Linked DNA regions of Sus scrofa: region 1 is linked to region 2. A link is a contact called in public HiChIP or PLAC-seq data. All regions are on one chromosome and are shown on one strand. Each heading gives the region's core, a stretch centred on a gene start, on an enhancer-like site or on the middle of the called end of the contact. The rest is flanking DNA. Distances are from core to core; before and after follow the strand shown. Region 1 overlaps ETV6 (transcription factor ETV6). Region 2 overlaps ETV6 (transcription factor ETV6).

Evidence for each region. HiChIP or PLAC-seq counts read pairs in DNA pulled down with a chosen protein or histone mark.
Region 1: a contact with region 2 is called in an H3K27ac HiChIP or PLAC-seq map of alveolar macrophages. The contact joins two enhancer-like sites. A contact is called at or near these places in 2 of 47 Hi-C or Micro-C datasets (mesenteric adipose tissue and skeletal muscle) and 1 of 2 datasets of contacts at active chromatin or transcription factors (alveolar macrophages).

What each region holds. Positions count from the first base shown.
Region 1 is chr5:60,737,281-60,740,965 of Sscrofa11.1, reverse strand. The region is part of intron 1 of ETV6 (transcription factor ETV6); the gene reads left to right. Among named protein-coding and RNA genes, the nearest start is that of ETV6, 38 kb to the left of the region's middle. Within about 2 kb of position 1,920, at least 15 of the 83 cell types and tissues checked have an H3K27ac peak or open chromatin away from gene starts, as enhancers often do. A contact at or near this core is called in alveolar macrophages, where this site is marked.
Region 2 is chr5:60,669,277-60,672,649 of Sscrofa11.1, reverse strand. The region is part of intron 1 of ETV6 (transcription factor ETV6); the gene reads left to right. Among named protein-coding and RNA genes, the nearest start is that of ETV6, 110 kb to the left of the region's middle. Within about 2 kb of position 1,564, at least 6 of the 83 cell types and tissues checked have an H3K27ac peak or open chromatin away from gene starts, as enhancers often do. A contact at or near this core is called in alveolar macrophages, where this site is marked.

The DNA of each region.
Region 1 (3,685 bases), core at 671-3,170, 68 kb before region 2:
TGCCCCTATGTTTTAGGACTAGCCTGACCAATTCATTTTATTTATTTTCTTTTTCATATTTGCCCAAGATGAATGTAACCATCATGTATATATCTAAAGTTCTTCCAGTAAGTACAAAATAATTGTAAATGATAAAATTTGTTTTTCTTTAGTGGTAGATAAATCAGTGCGTCATAAGTGGTTTCATGCTTTGACTCATTGCTAATTTGATAAACTAAATGAGCATCTAATTTTATTTGGCTTCAAAAAATTCTTTGTGGTTTTTTTTTTTCCCCCTTTGTTATTTTACTCAGGCTTTCTCCACCCCAAGGTCAAATGAGTATTCGGTTAAATATAGGGAAGACTACCTGTTTCATTTTTCCATTTAAGATTTTTATTAGAGAAATTGTCACACATATTCTGAAGTATAAAGGACAGTATAATGAGTTTTTTTTGTTTTGTTTTGTTTTGTTTTTTTTTTTCTTTTTTAGGGCTGTATCCATGGCATATGGAGATTGCCAGGCTAGAGGTCAAATCAGAGCTATAGCTACCGGCCTACACCACAGCCACAGCAACACGGGAGCCAAGCCACATGTGCGACCTACACCACAGCTCACAGCAACGCAGGATCCTTAACCCACTGAGTGAGGCCAGGGATCGAACCCGCAACCTTATGGTTCCTAGTCAGGTTTGTTTCCGCTGAGCCACAACAGGAACTCCAGTATAATGAATTATATCTGCGCATCACCAGGTTTCAGCACTGATCAATACATGACTAATCTCGTCAACTTATCTCCTACCAGACTCTTCTCACCTCTTTCCCTCCCTATTATTTTGAAGTACAAATTCTCCCATACTGCCATCTGTAAATACCGAAGTATGTATCTTTAAGTGACTTAAAAAAATGTCATTATCACACCTGCCAAAGCTAACGGCAATTCTTTCATGTTATCTAATTGATAGCTAGAGTTCAAATATGATACCCAGTATTTTAGACAGTGAGGATACAGCCTAGAAAAATAAGGCCTGGAAGTTGCCGTTGTAGCTCAGCCAGTTACTATCCATGAGAATGTGGGTTCGATCCCTGGCCTCGCTCAGTGGGTTAAGGATCTGGCATTATGTTGAGCTGTGGTGTAGGTCATAGACGTGGCTCAGATCTGACGTTGCTGTGGCTGGGGCGTAGGCCGGCAGCTGCAGCTCCAATTCAACCCCTAGCCTGGGGACTTTCATATGCTGGGGATGAAGCCCTAAAAAGAAAAAAAAGGAAAAAAGAAAAAGGGCCTAGAAGGTTTGAATACCTGGGAGTCAAGATTCTAGTGTGAGAAGATGGACATGAAATGGGTAAAATGAAAACAAGATATTTCTGCAAGTGCTGGGTGGGGGATGGGACAGAGAGTGGCTCAGGCGGAAGGGGGACTGCTCCAGGTGGGTGGTGGTGGCAATTGCGGGGTTCAGGGGGAGTGGGGTGGAGGCGTCCTGGGAACTGAGACCTATGGGGAACAGAAGCTAGGAACAGCTTTCAGGCAGAGGGTTTGCCAGTCAGTGCACTAGGAGTCTGTTGGGCCTGTGGCCTGTCATTCAACCACGTGGACTTTTTCACCATGAATGCTGGCTTTAGTCACTATCTTCTGTAATGTGTAACTTTTCAGTGCCTCACTTCCCGGCAAGGCAAATAGAAAGAACCATCCAGGCTACACTGGTAATGAACTTTGTGATAATTTTTGGCTGGTTTGTCAGTTATGCTTAATTGCCTCTGGACATTCTAAGAAAAAAAAGGAAACTGAAAATTCAGGCTACTGAAAGACCCTTTGAAAGATAGAAGCTCCTAAGGACATGGATCCTTATCTCTAATAATAGAGCTCTAATTTCTGCAGGGCAGGTTCCCTCTTGAGATTTTGGGCACTTCCTGATTCTGGGTAAAATAAAAGTGACAACTTTTTTTTTTTCTTGTGACTTTTTAATACTTCTCCTTCTTCTTTGGGTAAAAACCAGGAAGTGGGAAATGCATGTATAGAAACCGACAATACACACACACACACACACACACACACACACACACACACACACACACACACACACACACACACACACACACACACGTATTTTCATGTGCATGGGAATATATATGTAGTTACCAGGAGGGAAGGAATGCATAGAGAAATGGTTTTTGTCGAATTTGATTTAAATGTCATAGCAAGTTAGAGTACATTCTTGTCTTAATCGTTTCTGTAATAAAGATACAATGGGGTATTATGTTTATATGATTGAACAAAAGAGGATGATTCTAGCGTTTTTCTTCTCGGCTATTAAAAGAAGAGTTTGAAAGAAGCATTCTTTACATATACATACAAAGAGTTTGCCAGCCTTTCTTCAAACACAGCCAACCACAGTCAGACTAAACATTGGTAGACATTTCATTTAGTCCACAGAGGAGACATTTGTTGATTCACATAGTTTCTTTGCACAAGGAAAGCTTCAAGGTTAGTACTCATCACTGAATTTAACCCAAAGTAAAATTCCATTGTGTGGTAAAATAGCGTAAAATGTTACCTTCGATTGAACCTAGAAAATTCTATCACCTTCACTCCTGAGAAAGGTTCTGGTATTTTCGGTTTAACCGTCAGCTACATTAAAGTCTGGGGCTAGTTTTGCAGTGTATGGAATTATTACTCCTCCTCATGTATCTTCTTCATCTCCCAGACACCAGTTGGCCTTATGTTCCCCGGGGATGGTTCCATGTTCCTTTCCAGGAGGTAGGGTACAGGAGGTGGGTTAGAGAGTTTATGGTAGATTCCGTTTGTCTTTATTTACTCAGCCACTCTTCCAGGGCCTGGAGCTGTTACAGCAAAGCAGGAAATTATTGTTTACCTCTGTCAAGAATTCACCATTCTCTCTTCTGTGAACTCACATGCCCTTCGGAGACCGTTCTGCACACCTTGATTGTCCGGAGGGGCCTGGGTTCTCTTTGGAGTGGTACGGAGGTTGCATGACAACAGCTTAGCCTGCTGTGACTCTTGGTGCTCTGCAGTATCTGTTTTCTTAAAATTTAAGTTTGCTTGGCAATTTTTTTCTTCTACATAAGAAACTGGGTAGACACATCCCTGGGAGTTCGACATTCATTTAGTCAAGTTCACGGAGTACGAGAAATCAACAGATTAAGTGAGCTAATGCATGTGAAGGACTTGGCACAGTTACAGTCAAAGTAGGGCTTCGTGAGCATTGGTGTGTTATTGTTAAATAGCCATCATTTATTAGGTTCCTGCCTTTAAGACACGTTTGGAGTTCTCTTCTGGTACAGTTGGTTAAGGATCTGGTGTTGTCTGAGTTCCCATCGTGGCTCAGTGATGAACGAATCTGACTAGGAACCATGAGGTTGCGGGTTCAATCCCTGCCCTTGCTCAGTGGGTTAAGGATCCGGCGTTGCCCTGAGCTGTGGTGTAGGTTGCAGATGTGGCTCGGATCTGGCGTGGCTGTGGCTGTGGCTGTGGTGTAGGCCGGCGGCTATGGCTCTGATTAGACCCCCAGCATGGGAACCTCCATATGCCGCAGGTGCGGCCTCAGGAAAGGCAAAAAGACAAAAAAAAAAAAAAAAAAAAAAAAAGGATCTGGTGTTGTCACTACAGTGGCTTGGGCTGTTGCTGTGGCGTGGGTTTGATCTCTGGCCCAGGAACTTTTGCATGCCGTGGGCGTGGCCAAAAAAAAGACA
Region 2 (3,373 bases), core at 315-2,814:
AAGCTAGGGGTCCAGCCAGAGCCACAGCTGCAGCAACGTGGGATCTGAGCCACGTCTGCGACCTATACCACAGCTCATGGCAATGCTGGATCCTTAACCCACTGAGCGAGGCCAGGGATTCAATCCATGTCCTCGTGGATACTGGTCGGGTTCATTATTGCTGAGCCATAATGTGAACTCCCAAAGATGACGCTATTTATTTCATGTTTCTAATGGCTGACAGTCTGGGGATTGTGCCACAGTGGATATTAGGTGCATGGTTACAGCAGTAGATTTAAGAATGAGGACCAGGAGTTCCCATTGTGGCTTAGCAGTCATGGACCCGACTAATATCCATGAGGACTCGGGTTCGATCCTTGCCTGACTCTGTGGGTTAAAGATCTAGCATGCGTGAGCTATGGTGTAGGTTGCAGATGCGGCTTGGATCCACGTGGCTGTGGCTGTGTAGCTCCTCCCATTCAACCCCTAACCTGGGAACCTCCATGTGCCGCAGATGCAGCCAAAAAAAAAAAAAAAAAAAAAGAATGAGAACCATGTCAGTCACCCCAGAGAGGAACAAAAAGAGAGATAAAGGAGATGCGTCTGTGGTGTGGGGTCCCCAGGTGTGAGTTTGGTTCTCCTTGGACAGGAGCCCACACTGGGCAGCATCCTTTCTGGGGTCCCCTTTCCCGCTGCTGGCCACAAACCCAGGGTCACTGTAGGTGTGTGGCCACTAGCATATTGTTTGAGGGCCCAAAAGCACATTTTGCTTTTTCCCCCTTTAGTCAAAGTACCTACCGTTTCTTTTGTTTCGCACAAATCTCGTCCTTGAAACTTTTTTTTTAATTACTCAATGAATTTATCACATCTGTAGTTATATCATGATCATCACAATTTCACAGGATTTCCATCCCAGAGCCCAAGCACATCCCGCACCCCCCAAAACTGTCTCCTCCGGAGACCATAAGTTTTTCAAAGTCTGTGAGTCAGCCTCTGTTCTGCAAAGAAGTTCAGTCTGTCCTTTTTTTCAGATTCCACATGTCAGCGAACCTTTTGAAAAGAGCCTCCATCCCAGGCTTAAGGTGTTGCTCTATTGCTGAGTGAAAACCATCACCAAGAGTACACGGCCCTCGAGGTCCACAATCCCTTAGTCTCGGGCCTTCTTTTTAGGGGTGTCATCATGACATAGTGTGGCGGTTTTCATCTCGAATTGTTTGGGCACGAGGGGTCCGGCCGTGCCGTGTGGACTCAGGTGGCAATAAGGACAGGGGACCAGGCACAAATGGAAACACACAGGGGGCTGCTCCAAAGAAAGGACAACAAAAAGAAGGCCCAACACGATAATGTAGCAAGTCAGAGTGTATACATTTTCAAGGTGACACCTCCCTCGACCCTTTTCTCAGCAGGCTTCGCGATCGACTTCCCAAGAAACAAAGTCAAATCTGCTGTGAGGGCTGGGTTCCTCCCACCTCGATGGAGCCGGTGAGGGTGAGGAGCTGGGCTTGAGGTGGCCTCTCTCACGCGTCCGGACCAGTTACAGGATCTTGTCAGTTTCTCCTGGCTTTAAGAGAAAGTCACTGTCTTACGAAATGCCACCTTCTTTTTTTCTCGCGCTCGCGCCATGCCATTTGAAAGCTCTGGCTGCACGATGTTTTCTTCATCAACAGTTTCACTTCTGCAAAAACCCCAACAAAACAGAAAGCTATTTCTGGGAATAAAGTTAACGGTAGATAAGATAGCTAGACGTATATTGGTGGGGAGTTAGTTGAGGGTTGAAGCCTATGGAGAATTTTTTACACTAGAAAAACAGACTATGTTTAACTGTTTAAAAAAAAAAAAAGCCTATCTCACCTTGAAAACCCCCAAACATATTTTGTATGTTTCCCATATGTGTGTTTGTCTTTGCCTTTTTCACCTCAAAACCCCCAAACCAAACACCAAAAATATAACTCATCCTTAAGTTAGAGTTGCCCCAAATATGTGTGATGTTTGGTGAAGTTCACAAAAGGTGAAGTGGAAGGTGTTGCCTCTGGGCTACCTTTCATAGGACACCTTGATTGATCCAGAGGTGAAATTTAAATCGAGGGTGTCTGCCCTTCAGTAAGAAATTCACTAGGAGGGAGTTCCTGTGGTGGCGCAGTGGAAATGAATCTGACTAGAACCATGAGGTTGCAGGTTCGATCCCTGGCCTCGCTGCTCAATGGGTTAAGGATCCAGTGTTGCCATGAGCTGTGGTGTAGGTCGCAGATACAGCTCGGATCTGGCATTGCTGTGGCTCTGGCGTAGGCTGGCAGCTGCAGCTCCGATTTGACCCCTAGCTTGGGAACCTCCATATGCTGCAGGTAAAAGCATAAAACAACAACAACAACAAAAAAAAAATTCACTAGGAAACTTTAAGAAGTGCGTTTAAACAGAAGTGTTTCAAATGCCCTAGTTGCCAGTAGAGGATGCCTCAGGAACGGTATAGTGATTCCATTCGGAAATTACAAAAAAAGTATGTATATATTCATTTAAAATTGAAACTTCCTACCACAACCACCAAACTTTCCAGGTTATAAGCAGAAGAGAAGCTTCATTTTGGTCCAGGGCTGGGGGACTCCCCTGCTTCCCTTTGCACAGTTGATAGAGTCTAAAATGTTAGAGAACTCTTTCCAAAACGTAAACACCCCCTTCGCTTTATTTTAATCTGTTTTTTTTTTTTTTCTTCTGCTCTTGATTTTTGTTTTCACAATGGCAACTTACGGATCTCCTACCACCACCCACCACCCCACCACCACCTTATTTTTGGACCGTGTGTGTCCCACTTTACTTTGCCCAGTTAAACCACAGAAACGAACGGAAGTTATGTTTCTGTGTGGACTGCAAGTCAAACCAGTTGGTATGTCGAGCTGCGATGTAAATTGCCCTCCTCTTCCAGCTGAACACAATGGTTGGTTTCTTGCCATCATTTGCCACATTTTAACTGAAAACGAATAATAATCCTCCCATCTCATCCACTTGATTTAATTGCTCTAACAAACGCTGTGTGCTTGAATTTAAACAGAGGTGGTGTCAAGTCTTCTTGTCCCCCTTTCCTTTGTCGGTTGAGTAAAGATCTTCAATTAAACAGTACTTCCTTAAATGAGGATTATTCTGTGAGTGGGCCCTGAAATGCTTCAGAAGGAAAGGAAATAGTCATTCTAAGATAGAGAAATGGGGGAGACAAGGAAATGCCTGTTGATGTGGCAGATAACTCCCTGCTGGGAAGGGGAAAAAAATGAAACGCTGGAGGTGTTTGGTAGTGGTGGTTGTGTAAAGAGACACAGTAGGTGAGAGAAAAATCTTGCTTGTGGATTTAACTAAATCTAGAACTTAGAAGCCATCATTTGGGCTCACCTCTGACTGGATCTGAGTA